Linked DNA regions of Mus musculus: region 1 is linked to region 2. The links are chromatin contacts, called in public Hi-C maps. All regions are on one chromosome and are shown on one strand. The core of a region is the stretch at or near the end of the contact, and the rest is flanking DNA. Distances in the headings are between cores, read along the strand shown.

Evidence for each region. A called contact is a pair of places that touch in the nucleus more often than the background predicts.
Region 1: a contact with region 2 is called in a Hi-C map of cerebellum, with 2.9 times the contacts expected there. The contact joins two enhancer-like sites. A contact is called at or near these places in 12 of 484 Hi-C or Micro-C datasets (the AML12 cell line, the G1E-ER4 cell line, adipose-derived mesenchymal stem cells and 7 more).

What each region holds. Positions count from the first base shown.
Region 1 is chr9:60,737,628-60,744,687 of GRCm38.p6, reverse strand. Larp6 (La ribonucleoprotein domain family, member 6) reads right to left here. Exons shown (of 3, transcript NM_026235.4): 3 at 5,887-7,060. The coding sequence ends at 6,631. Among named protein-coding and RNA genes, the nearest start is that of 1700036A12Rik, 27 kb to the left of the region's middle. Within about 2 kb of position 1,892, at least 96 of the 459 cell types and tissues checked have an H3K27ac peak or open chromatin away from gene starts, as enhancers often do. A contact at or near this core is called in cerebellum and muscle stem cells, where this site is marked.
Region 2 is chr9:60,600,187-60,606,556 of GRCm38.p6, reverse strand. Lrrc49 (leucine rich repeat containing 49) reads left to right here. Exons shown (of 17, transcript NM_145616.4): 13 at 3,741-3,978; 14 at 5,069-5,254. Among named protein-coding and RNA genes, the nearest start is that of 9230112J17Rik, 57 kb to the right of the region's middle. Within about 2 kb of position 1,401, at least 5 of the 459 cell types and tissues checked have an H3K27ac peak or open chromatin away from gene starts, as enhancers often do. A contact at or near this core is called in cerebellum and muscle stem cells, where this site is marked.

The sequences.
Region 1 (7,060 bases), core at 643-3,142, 140 kb before region 2:
GAGGGCAAAGGTCACAGGATTCATCTTCCACCAAAACACCTAACACACTGTATTGCAATATTATGCTCTATGTAAAACCTGCCTGCTTAAGAAACCCTGGTCTAGAACTCTTGCTTCCTCTCATTCTAATTCAATATCTGCACACAGCTGAGTGCGTAGGGTTGCACAACAGGATGCAGTTCTCAACAATTAGTCAGGGGCAAAGGATTTCTGAATGTGCAACAACCAAAAATTAGTTCCAAATGAAATGTGTCATAAATCAGAAGTGTTTCTGGCAATGCGCAACGGCCTGGCATTTCTTAACCTCAGTGCAGCCTCTGATCAAAACACGCATGCGTACTCTGCCAGCTTCTACCACTAACCCCCCTCCCTCGCAGCCCTCTACCCCCACCCCGGTCTCTCCAAGTCTAAATGGAGTCTGCCGTATGCTGTGGGTTGCAATACTTTCCAGTACACCGAGATTTCTGCTCTCATGGGAACAGATTGGGCTAATTGTCAAACACAAAGACTTCAAGTATGGTTTCTTCATCATCCCTCATTACCTACCCGGCGCTTGTGTCTTTGGATCATGTGGCATTTGAATACTTAATTTTTTTTAAATATTGTCTTGATTTGATTTTCACCTAGAAATCATGAACCATATTGGCTTGGGATTAGGGCAGGGTTTCCAACATTTGCTGAAACAGCCCTAAACTTAGTTCTGATATTTTGAATTATGCTTTCAGAGTAAGAAGTGTTCTTGGCACTGACAATAATAAAACCAAGCTGCAATATAAATGGTAATTTGTATGTACACCAAACATTTGTTTTAAAATACAGTTGTTTGTGATTTATTATCAGCAAGTATCAGGCTGTAAATCTATTTTAGAGATCTATATAAAATTATAATACGAATTTCCTAAGTGACAGTGGACCACGAGAGGAAAGGTGTAGGAAGCCCTGACCAAGAACTCTTGCCATCTCATAGTGTGTGTGCTGGCACCCCTCCCGCCACTGCAGGCTTCATAGTATTCGTGAAAGTCGCGTCTCTGGGAAGAGGAACCTCAACAGAGAAAATAGCTCCAATCCACTGTCCTGCATTTTCCTGATTAGTGATTGATGTGGGAGGGCCCAGCCCACTGAGCTGGCTGTCCTGCTCATGTAAGAAAGCAGGCTGAAGAAGCCATGAGAAGCGAGCCAGGAAACGGCACTCCTCCGTGCGGCACTCCTCCGTGCTTCTGCTCCAGCTCCTGCCCCCAGGTTCCCTTCATGATGACCTATAATTGGGACACCGCCAAGAAAACCCAAACAAACACTTCCCTCCTCCAGCTGCTTTTGGTTGTGGTGACTCATGACAGCGACAGAGAGTAAACAGAGTAAGCTACAAGAAGACACGTGATACGTACCCTGCTTCTCCTTGTCTTCGAGCTGGCTCCAGCTCAGGGGTGGTGTGCAAACAGCTAATTAATGGAAGAGTGGTCTAAGTGATGGTAGCTAGCTCCCACGGGGCTTTTGCATACACACTCTGGATGTCCCGACCATAACATTCATTCCGGGTCTAAAAGCACTGAGTGTCCGTCATAACTGCCACTGACTCCCGCCTCGCGGGGGTCACATAGGGCTGTTGGGAGTGCACAGCATGAGGACGAATGAAGAAGGCTGAAGCCTTCGGGTTATTTTACCTGAGAGGAGCAAGCAGGATTGATGTCCTTGTTGAGAATAAGCCAACATTTCCCGAGGCCCCCATACTTCCTGCCTCAGAGGTTTGCTGTTCATTTTTGGTAGTGGTTTTACAAGGAATGGGGCTCAAAATTGCCGGGAAAATCTACTTTACGGTTTATGGGAAAGAGATAAAAATAATGGATGAGCAATTCATCGCCTAAGAGGACTTGCTGGCACGGTTTAGCCCCTTGCGGCAGAAGCCAGGCAGAGCTGTTTTGGAGACAGCCACACCCTGGGGTGCTGCCACAGCAAACGAGAGACAGACAGGGGCAGGATTTGGGATCCGAAGGCTGTGTGCCAGCTCAGGACGTCACCCTGGGTTGACAGAATGTGTATCCACCAAGTAATGCTCAGAGTGTTCTCCACAAGACAGCAGCATGGTGGGGCGTTGGCAGGGGTGGTAGCTAGGCAGTTTGGCCTTAAAAAATGTACAGAAAAATACAGACAGCATTCTTTTTTTTTTTTTTTTTTTTTTTTACAGAGAAGTAACAGATTTGTAGTTTCTTAAGACAAAGTTGGTGATAGGATGGAAGAGAGGCAAAGAGTCCTGGAGGCACAGAGCTGGGAAGACAGCCTAGTCAGCCAAGTGCTTGCCTGGCCGTCATGAGGACTCACGCTCAAGCTCCAGAAGTAATATAAAAATAAAATAAAATAAAAATCCAGGCATTGTGGGGCATGCTTATGATAACCACACTGGGGATGGAGAGGCAGGTGGATCCCTGGGATTCATTGTCCAGCCAGCCTCTCCTACTTGGTAAATGCCAGGCTATAAAACAAGGTTATTGGTGCCGGAGAAGCAACACGTGAAGTTTCCTCTAGACCACACACACACACACACACACACACGTGTACACATATACATAAAAATAAAACAAAATAAAATAAGACCTGGGGACATGCAAACCTTAGAAATCTGCAAAGAGAGAATACGCACAGGACGGGTGGGGAATGAGGAAGCGCCCGTGGAGCTCTGCGCATGCGCACTACGGAGAGGGAAGGTGCACTGAGGGAAGCCTCCATACTTTTAGTGCTGACCTTGAGCAAGTTTTGTGTTGTGACTCGATTCAAACACATCACCAGAGGCAGTCACCACTGTTCTCTGCTGGAGAGAACTGGGGTACAAGAAAGCAAACCTGTTTGGAGTCTTACCCAGAAGTAACTTTCTGCGCCTTGACTGCATGGCCTCATTTCCATCTCAGTGACTGGAAAAAGGATGACGTCACTTGCTGGGGTGGGTGGTCAGGAGCAGGTAGGCATGTGAAGGCAGGATGGCAGATCAAGCGATTCTTTGGACACGTGTGGAGTGTTGATGTTCTGCCAGCACCTTAAGGAGACATATCCAACGGACTTGGCGTTGCAGCATGGGGAGGGAGCTGGTTTTCGTTAAAAAGAATGAAACATCTGTAAAAATATGATTGGCTGAGTTTCCTGGTCAAGCTGTTCAAGAAACGCCAGCTGTGGTAACAAACAGGAAGGTCATGACCCAGCTGTAGTGCTGCTGCAGAGATAGACAAAGTAGGTCCGTCAAAGTGCCCAGGCGTCTGATACACTGAGACAGTGGAGGCATCTTCAGATGAGACCAGGACTAGGTCCTGAAGGAGGGGAAGAAGTGCATGTCCCTAAAGCCCCCTGTCTCAGCATGATGGGAGTCTTAATGCTGCCCACCCACTAAAGTCACTCAGGGAACCTCACTCCAGAATGGTGTGAGCCAGACCAACAGAGGAATAGGCTCTGCAAGTGGTGTCAACCACGAACCAAGGTCCAAACCCTTGGGAGAATGGGTAGGCTGTGTTTGGAGATGATGGGAAGGCGAGACATGTAATAATGCCTACAAAGCACTTGCAGGGACTTAGGTCATCTCAGGAGCACCTATCTGATTGTTCTCCACTGACTGCATGGGGAAACATGAACTGAATACAGAAATCACTTCTCCAGGGTTCTTTCCTGGAATAGTCCAAGACTAGAACTCAGAGCTACTGAGCTCAGGTTCAGGACCCCAGCATAGCACCCCACGGGGCAGTTCTGTAGAGGGCAGGTCCAGTCCGCCTGGATTTATGTATAAAGATGAAGGTCTTTAAAGTAGCTGGGGTACACTGGAATTCATCTACAAATACAGCCCAGTGTCTGTGTGGGAACTGAAGGGAGTGGAACAACACGTAAGAGATCCTGAAGGGAAGAGCTAGAGATGACCGGACAGCCTGACAGCCAGACAGCCTGACAGACTGGAAGCTGTGACCACGGGAAAGGATCAGGCAGCGGTGACAGGAGTTGTGTTGGGGAAGGGGACACAGGGAGTGACTGGAAGGGAGCTGTGGATGCACAGGGTCAGAAGGTCTCACAGTCTGCTGTCTAGACATGCTCCTGCATCAGGTAGCTGGGAAAGTGGAGAACCCACTTCCTGCCGGTATTGTCTGTACTAATTCTGGGCCTTAAAGGGAATAAATACCACCTTCCTGACCAGATAATCATCTGCTAATTTGGACATAACTGTATAATTTAAAAGATACACTTGAGGTTGGTAGAGGGCTTGCCTAGAATACACAAAGGTCTGGGTTTGATTCCTAGGCATTGCGTAAGACTACATATGGTAGTGGTGTGTGCTTGTCGTCCCGGCACATTGGAGATGAGGGTAAAACAATTCAAGGCCATACATCCCCAGCTACATCGAGATTTTGAGGCCAGACTATTTCAAAACGAAAACACTCCGGACTTGTTCTTTTCCACTTCCGAAATTTTTCTAGGTGAGCATTATTCTCTTGACTCTGCAGCTTCCAGTGTAAATTAACCAGTGTGACAGTGGAGATGCTGAGGACAAGGGAAATAATTTGTCTAACCGAAAAGCCCAGCACGTTGGGAGCTGCTGAATCCACAGTAACACGTGTGCCTGCGTCTCATGGATATGAATGGCAGGCAAAGCCATGTAGTGGGGCCAGTAAGATGCCTCCAAGAGTCAAATGCTTGTAAGATGCTTGCTCGTCAAGCCTTGATGAGCTGGGTTTGATCCCTGGAACTCACCAGTGGGAGAGACAGCTAACTGACTCCTGTAGCTCACAGCTATAACTCTTCTGACCTCCGTAAACATGCTCTATGGCTTGACCTGACTATACAAACATATATCTATCTCTCTCACACACACATGCAAAATAATAATAATAATAGTAAACATTTCATGCTAGCTTGGAGTAATAGTGCATATGAGACCTCCATAGACTAAGGTTTGAGTATTGGGAGTTTGAGGTCAGCCAATGCTACAGGGCAAGGCTGTCTCAGAAAATAGTACCACCACCATCACCACCTCCACCACCACCATCACCACCACCATCACCACCACCATCATCACCACCATCACCACCACTACCATCACCACCACCATCACCACCAGCAGCAGCAATCACAACAAAACAAACCCCAGAACCATCAACCTAGTTATTAAACCTTGGACAGATTAGTAATCTACATGGGGTCTTTTTTAAAAAATCTGGTAAAAAGCAGCACTAATACCTGAATCTTTTTTTTTTTTCACACGGTGATGGGATAATTTGAATGAGAAAGCATGGGAAGTTTTAATCAGCATCCCTGGCAAACAATCACCGCGCAATTGTTAACCAGCTCTAAATCCCCCAAATGGCCCATGGGTAAAGCCAACACTGGGATGTAGGCCAGGGATCTTTGGTGTTACACCAAGATGGCTTTTGTTGGTGACAGAAATTGAGCCCAGTGAGAAGGAAATGGAGCCCACTTTTAGGGAGGGCTGACTACAACCCACACACTAGCATGCAGCAAAGCGTGCTCCAAGGGTACCAGAAGGCTTTGGAAGCTTGTTACCCACCCCCAAGAATAAGAACGAGGAGTGTGGGGTCAGACTGGCTGACACAGGGTCCTGCAGCCTTGGCTGCCTCAGGGGTTCTCACACTAGTACAGATCATCTGCAGGGCTTTTCAAACTCTAGATATTGGGGTTAGGAAGATGACTCAGGAGTTCAGAGCACTTTTGCTCTTCTAGAGGACCCGAGTTCGGTTCCCAGCATCCATGCTGAGAAGCTCACAGCTGTAACTCTAGCTTCATTGGATCTGATGCCTATTCGGGCTTCCACAGGCACATGCGTGGCATACACTCACACAAGCACATACATGTAAATAATAATAATAAGAAGAAATCTTTAGAAACACACCTAGAATCCCTTCCCTGGGGCCTAGAAACTTTTATTTCTTGCAAGTTCTCAGGTGATGTCAAACACTGTTAGTCTGGAACGCTGTGGAGACAGCAGGAACTGTCTAAGCTGCCTGTTCAGCGAGACTCCTAGAGATGACAGACCTCCCAGGCTGCCAGAAGCCTCCAGGAGAGTCCGGGACTGCCCTGCAGGGACACCGTGAGCTAGAGAGAGGGAACATGTCCCCGTTGGGTTCTGTCTTGAAAAGGCATCTCTGTGACCTCAGATAAAGGACTTCCAGTGGGTGTTTTATTATTTATTCACTTGACAGGGAACAGACACACTCAGTCCTATGAGACACCATGCTATTGACTGTAGGATTTACCATAAAGCACATCTCCTTTGAGGTCTTAAGAGGAGCCCTTGCGCGGCCTGCCAAAGACAGCTCAGTCATTGTAAGAAAAAAACGGTCCGACACTACTAGATCTTTCCAGAGATCCTCTGTCCCACAGCCCTTCAGAGCCACCACACTAACACATGCCAAGCATTGACAGAACAGTGGCCTTGCTGAGAGCAACAGCCCCAGCCAGAAGACGATCCTAAACCCATGGCCCACCAGACAGTTTGTATACCTTACAAATATATAAATTAAGAGGTCTACATGGATACAAAAGCTTTCTAAGGGGACTGAACTCCATTCTCTGTCATGCTAGCTATTAGTGAGGATCTCGAAAACAAAGACGGTTTCCGATGGAGCTGGTATTAAAAAATAGAAGGCATTATACACAGGCTCTGCCTCTCTCATGTCCACCGTGGAAGCCCCTGGTGTTGTCGGGGCCTCTGGGCAGCCTCAGCACCCCCACAGGTAACCCATCTGCGGTCTGCATCCTCCGAGACAGCAGGGGACTCGCCCCTGGACTTTTCTCCTGAGTCCCCATCTCAGCCTGGCGTCGTCTGCGAACCCAGGGGCTGCCCGAGGGAGTGATGCTGCTGTCGGAAGAATAATCCATGCACTTTCGGAAGATCTCAGGGCTGGTGCTGAAGTTCAGTCTACCTTCTTCAGCCAGCGGGGATTTTCTGGAGACACCCTTGCGCTGTGCCAAGGGGCTGCTCCATGGGCTTGAGCACGGGGAGGCATTGGGGCTCAGAAAAATATTCTGGTGGCCCGAAGGGCTGAGCTTGTTGCTGGCCGCGTGCCGCCGGCCGGCC
Region 2 (6,370 bases), core at 152-2,651:
GGTCTTCTTATTAATATCCCCACCTCCAGCCTCTTCCTCCCAACTTCTTCACAAAGTACATGTGCTAGTCGTTCTCATGCGGGTCCTTGAAAACAGAGGGGTGCATGTGCTCGCTCTCGCTCTCTCTTTCTCTCTCTCTTTCTCTCTCTCTTTCTCTCTCTCTCTCTCTCTTTCTCTTTCTCTCTCTCTCTCTCTGTGTGTGTGTGTATGTGTATTTTGCTGGGGATTGAACCCAAGGCCCCAGACATGACAATATGACAGTGTTCTACTTCTGAGCTAAATCCCAACTTTACAGCTGTTTCTGTTCACCCTCCCTATGGGATGACACCTGACTTTTCAGCTTTGCCCCCACGTGGCTATTCTGTCTGTCTGTGTTACTATGTCTCACAGTCTGGACATACTGAAATGAACTTTCCCCACAGTGACACATGCTCAGGCTTCTGTCCTTCCCTTCTTCCTCTTGTCCCTTGTCTGCTCCTGGTAAAAAAAAAAAAAAAAACTGGGCCCACTACTCAAGGGTCAGTTCAAAGGCTGCTGCTTTCTGAGGCCCAGCTTCTCCCTCTAAAGGAATTTGTCATTCTTCTGTTTCCATGGCGTAAGCTTGGAATACCCATTCTGTGACAACAAGCACATTATACTGAATGTATATGTTTATCTTCTTTTCCTTCCTCTATCCAGATTGCAAAATCTTTGAGAGCAGGTGTATTTTTTTTATTTAATATCTCCAATGTCTAGTATAAGACCTCTGACATATAATACGCTTTCTGCAAAATCCTACTGATTACGTCAATGACATAGTGAGGTCATTTTTGTTTGGAAATTACATTCCCTGCACTTATCAGGTTGCTTGCCTGATGGGATCACAGCAGCTATATTTGGAGAACTATAGCTCTGCAATTTGGCTTTAAAAGCAATAGTCTTGATATATCATATATATAAATGTCTTGATATACATATATATGTATATATATTATACATATGTCTTGATATACATATGTATATCAAGTATGTGTATGTGCGTGCACATGCGCAAGCTCTTGTGTCTGTCTTTATCAATACAAATGATTTGGTCACCTGTACCAGAAGACTTAGCATAGAACTTCGAACATAACAGCTTTCAGGCTTAGGTCTTTAAAAACCAGAAGCCTTTGAATTGTAAATAAAATAAATGAATATGTGCATATCTCTAACTAAAAAAAACATGAACCTATTAATAATTCACATAAGGAAAAGTGGAATGATTCTCTCCAACATAGACATTGTTTGACAAGCTTGTCATTTTTGTGGAAATCAAGCATGCTTTGTTAGAGAAGCAAATTAGTAGGCAGTGGCCTGAATTTGAGGCCAACCTCAGCAGCCTGATCCTGAGCTGGCTTGGCCTGGCGTGGCCTGGGTAACAGCTGTTCTGTTTCTTCTTGGCAAGAGTAAGCTGTATGCCACCTAGCAGCCATGTGTCTCATCTCTGTGAGGTCTAGGGCCTCGGAGGCTCCCTTTGACCCTGCTTCCCAATGGTGTCTCAGCATCTGCCTGTAGGCTCACTTACATTTTCACTCCTACCCAGTGGTGTGCTTTCCAAAAGTGTGCACAAAATAATCACCTTGTAATACCCAACTTTTTACTATTGAGTTTATGTTTCTAGTCATTTAATCACATAGGTGAAGAAAACAAACCTCTCTTAGATATGTGATGTGGGGCAAGACCCCTTCCCAGTGGGCTTGCTTAGCCAGCTAATTCTCCACTCTAATAACATTAAAACTAACCTTTGTCTGGTGCTGTGGCCATGAAGCACACCCATAGCGAACGCCACTTTTCCCTTCACCTTCCTTCACCGCCTGCTTCTGTCACCTGGCCAGCCTTGTTAGCTCTTATTGTGTGTCCACATCACTCTGTTTGTCCTGTGGCCTGTTTGCCCGTATTATACCTATGGTTGGAGCATCCTTTAAGGGCTTAATAGATACCCTTGAAAGTCTTCTCAGTTTATTAGTTCAAGATATATGTGTTGAGTTGAGCATTGCTAGATGTTGACTCTGCCCTGGTACAGGCAGCAGGATTGACACTAGCAAAGACCCGTGTTCAGTGAGCACTGTTGCAGTGTGCCGCTGTCAGTGCTGTTACTGTGAGTGTGTACCAACACTTTCCCTCCTTCCAGTACAGCAAATGCTGATGCAGGCTGTCCAGCACAGCAGGAACCATGCTGCCCCCTCCCCCACTTCACTGTCTTGTTCAAAGCACAGTAGATGGAGATAGTTCTTTCTTAGTCTATGCTGTTATCAGCTTTTACCTTTTAAGACCTAAGGCTGGTCCACACCTCTACTCATGGGTGTTTTGATTATTACCCATCTTAATCCTTTGATACTGATTATAAGGATGACATATAAAATAATTGTGTGTATTTTCTTAATTGCACATTCACTCTGAATACGCAAATGCCATTAGCCAACTTGTTAATGGATAGCCAGATGTGTCACAACTCACTGATGCCTATGAAATAAATCTAATAAACCAGTGGGATAATAGTTTGTCAGACTTACTGTCCAACATCATCATTTAAAACTGTTGAGGGCCCTTGTAATCAGTTACTAGGTTGTGAAAAGCCCATTAGTGAACCCACGGGTCTCCAGATGTGAAGACATTTGGCTGTTAGCTTCATGAACTCACTATGTAAAGGATGAAACAAAATTGCCAGCATATAATTGTAATTAGTCTGAGACGGGAAGCACTGGACAGGTGTACCAGTCCCAGCTAACTGTACACAGAGCAGTCGAGGGCAGAGAACAAACCCCCAGTGGCGACACACAGGGCAAGTCGAGCGTTGGCCAGGTTTTGAGCTCTGTGTATACCTCTATTTGTAGAGCAGAGTTTTGAGTTGGATCAAGGAGTTTTACTAATTCTCGGCCGTTCAGGTTGGCTCTTACAGGCAGCATGGCCTGCTTTTGAAAGAACAGAAGTGGCCTATCAGTAGAGTATCCAGTCTGGTACTGTGTGTAGCATAATTAGTTTTTATCACTCTTGTTTCAATTTAGGGGGAAGACATGCTTGATTCTTATTGATTACAACTGAACAATATGCTTAGAGTTTTTGAGGCATCAGACTATTCAGAAAGAGAGTCAGCATTTCTCACTTCACTCTGTAACCAAGATAGAAACTAGGTTAAAGCTACATATTTTATAAACATTCTATATTGTATTTTATAAATAATATTTCATCATTCTTATGGAAACATATTAAAATGTATTTTTATCTATATAGCTTTATAAATCAGGAAACTATGTTGTTATAAAAATATCTTAATAGCATATTTAAGATATATAAAATTATTATCTTATTAATATGATGACTAATTTGGACTTGGAGATAGGTTTCTATGATAGTTTTTCTATTTCAGCTGTAACCATGATTGGATGTTAATGTTAATCTTTCAGATAATCCAGTGAATTAGTGTAAGGATACATGTGACATGAAGGCAGCAGGGAGTCTGTGGGAGGAGGGGAGCAGCAAGCAGCAGGAGGGATGAGGGGAGGAGGGCAGGAAGAGGCTCAACATCGGAAGAGGAACACACCACAACAAGCCTGTTACTTTGAAATGTGATTTTTTTTAAGTGTAATTAATGTAGGATGCTCTAGGTTTAACTGGAAACAGAGGGTAACGAGTATAAACTGTAAAGCACTTTCCAACATGCTGTTCTAGCCTGTTACTTCCTTTGTGTGCCTGAGACGTTACTTAAAAAAAGACTTTTGCAGGTCTCTAGATGCAGGGCTCAGCAGTGCGTTACAAGGCTTGTCTGTCACAGAAACACACTTGGTGGAGATAGACGGAGAAACCCTCTCACTGTACGGCTCAGGGGCGCTGGAATGCCTGGATCGAAACTGGAGTGTTCAAACAGCCGGCATGGTCACCACGGTCTCATTCACGTTCATCGAGTTTGATGAAATTGTCCAAGTACTTCCCAAACTGAAGATGAAGTTTCCAAATTCTCTGGTAAACACTTTCCTTTGGAAGCATATTTGAATTGTTCTTCATTACAACTTGTGTGTTCAGGCCAAAGCCTGCTTCAACTTCATTTTCTGTAGTTTCTTTTGTGTTGATTTTCTGGCACTGGAATTTAAATTAGTTCCATAAATGGCCTTGTGGGTTTGTATGAATATTAGAAATTATATCTCTAAAGACAGTCCTTCTTTCAGTAGAAAAGACCAATGGAATTTTATGCATATTATCTACCTCAATTTTACAAAGAAAGCCACACACAGCCCTCGAGCATGTTTTCAGGCATTGAAACCGGTGTGGATGGCGTGCGTATATTCATTGTGTGATCTGACGCAGACCTCTGACAGCACTGACTGTTTACTTCAGTCTGCTGACTCGCCGGCAGCCTCCCTGACTGTGGGTATTGCACTAGTTAGCGATAGACATTGGGAAACAGTGCTTTTACAGCAAGTTTCCTCTAGAGCTTTCCCTACCGTGTGTTTCTTTACTTCCCCTTTTAGAGTAGATGATGTTTCTTCTTTGTCATCCTAAAGAAGATAAGTTGTAGTAGAGGCAGGTGTTTAGAAAGAATATTCAAATTTGCAAGTAGACGGCTTGCTTTAGGAGTTCTGTTTTAGTGTTTTGATTCTCCTTGGCCAAGTTAAGTAACCAGCACGGCTTTCAGAAGGATGCAGTGTTGACAATACTGGTTCTCAGCATCAGGGTGAGTCCTGTGCTTAGAAGTTTCTGGAATCTTCCTTTATACATTAGTACTAATGTAAAATGTGTAGAATCTGTGATGATTGAACGAGTCTGAGTTATTAGGTAACATTAAGGAATCCCAGTTGCTGATAGACGAGGATGTCCTTCGCAGAAGGACTCACCTAAGACTTGAGTCTTGGGTAGATGCCGCCAGTGACTGATGGATTGGGTACATTGAAGTTCAATGGGCCTAGAGCAGTCCAGTGATTTAATGTGACTGAAGACCTATTTCCTAAGCCTAAGGCTTCCAGGGTCCCACAGGAAATGGCCTGTGATGTGTTAAGGTTAGTATTGAAGGTGGTTCAGCTTAGAGCAAGACCTTGTATGTGGTTTACTATTGCAGCACCTTAAATTCAGGGAGACCAACCTTGTGATGCTGCAGCAGTTCAATGCCCTGGCACAGCTGCGTCGGGTTGACCAGTTGACAATCGATCCTCAGGGAAACCCAGTGGTCAACTTTACACTCTGGAAGTACTACGTGCTGTTCAGGCTCAGCCACTTCAGCATGCAGAAAATAAATGGAACAGAGGTAAGAAAAAGCAAAGCAGACTGCAGAATGAGCTCCCACCTGATGGAGCCTCTGACAGCACACTTGGTGGGAATACAGATGTGATGGAACTGTTCAGAAACACCATTTCTTACAAAATAAAATCTCAGCATTCACAATATTAAAAAGGAAGAACACACATGGGCAACACATGTGCACTCGCACGCATGCTCATACCCCCCAACATGAACATGAACACACACCCAATCCTCCTCCAGACACGCACACTTGCACACACTTACACACACATGTCCACATGTATAGGATCTAAAGCAGTGAACAGTTCTTTTCCTGGTGAATCGTAGCTACTTTTCCTGTTGTTTGTAAGCATCCAGAGAAGAGAAACCTTGGAAGAAAAATGACACTGTAAAGAGAAAAAAGAAAAATCTCTAACTTCTGCAGGCGAGGCAGCCTTTCATGTTTCACAGAGCTCTTGGGACTGTGGCACCCAAGAGAGGATGGGGAAGCTAAACTAAGTGTCCACTCATAAAGATGGGGTGATAGAAAGTGGAGAGAGAAAGTCCAAGCACACATCTGGACTACTCCATTAACCATTGATCATGGTGCAGTGGCATGATGTAGAATCACTCAGGACCCAGCTGAATAACTGAAAAATTATTCATGAAAAGCGAGTTTTAGATGGGTTTTTTTTTCTGAGTTTGTCATAAGCCTAAGCCTCCAGCTACTCAAAGACTGTGTTCTCTTTAAATAATGACTTAGGGAAAAAGGGGAACTGTGCTTCTATCATTGTTGAAGCTGAATAATCTTTAATCTCTCACTATGGTGCCTCTTGAGGGTCAGGAGACTTCCCTATGATAAGATGACTGGTAGTCAGCTGTGCTGGTGTAGTATTGCTCACAACTAGGACACCACAGCCATCTCCAGCCTCGACCTACAAAAATCCAGCATGTTCTTAGTAGCACGGAGATCTGTGGGTCCGTGTCAAAAGCAACCATGCTATGCCTCAACCAAAGTAGATCAGCCTTCTATCAAATTGCCAGGAAAGTCTGGAACCTTGAGATGACCAAAAGTTGCCCCCACAGCTCCCCAGCTAGTTCTCAGGAGTCTGCATTCAGTCTCGTGTGCCCCTCAGTTCTA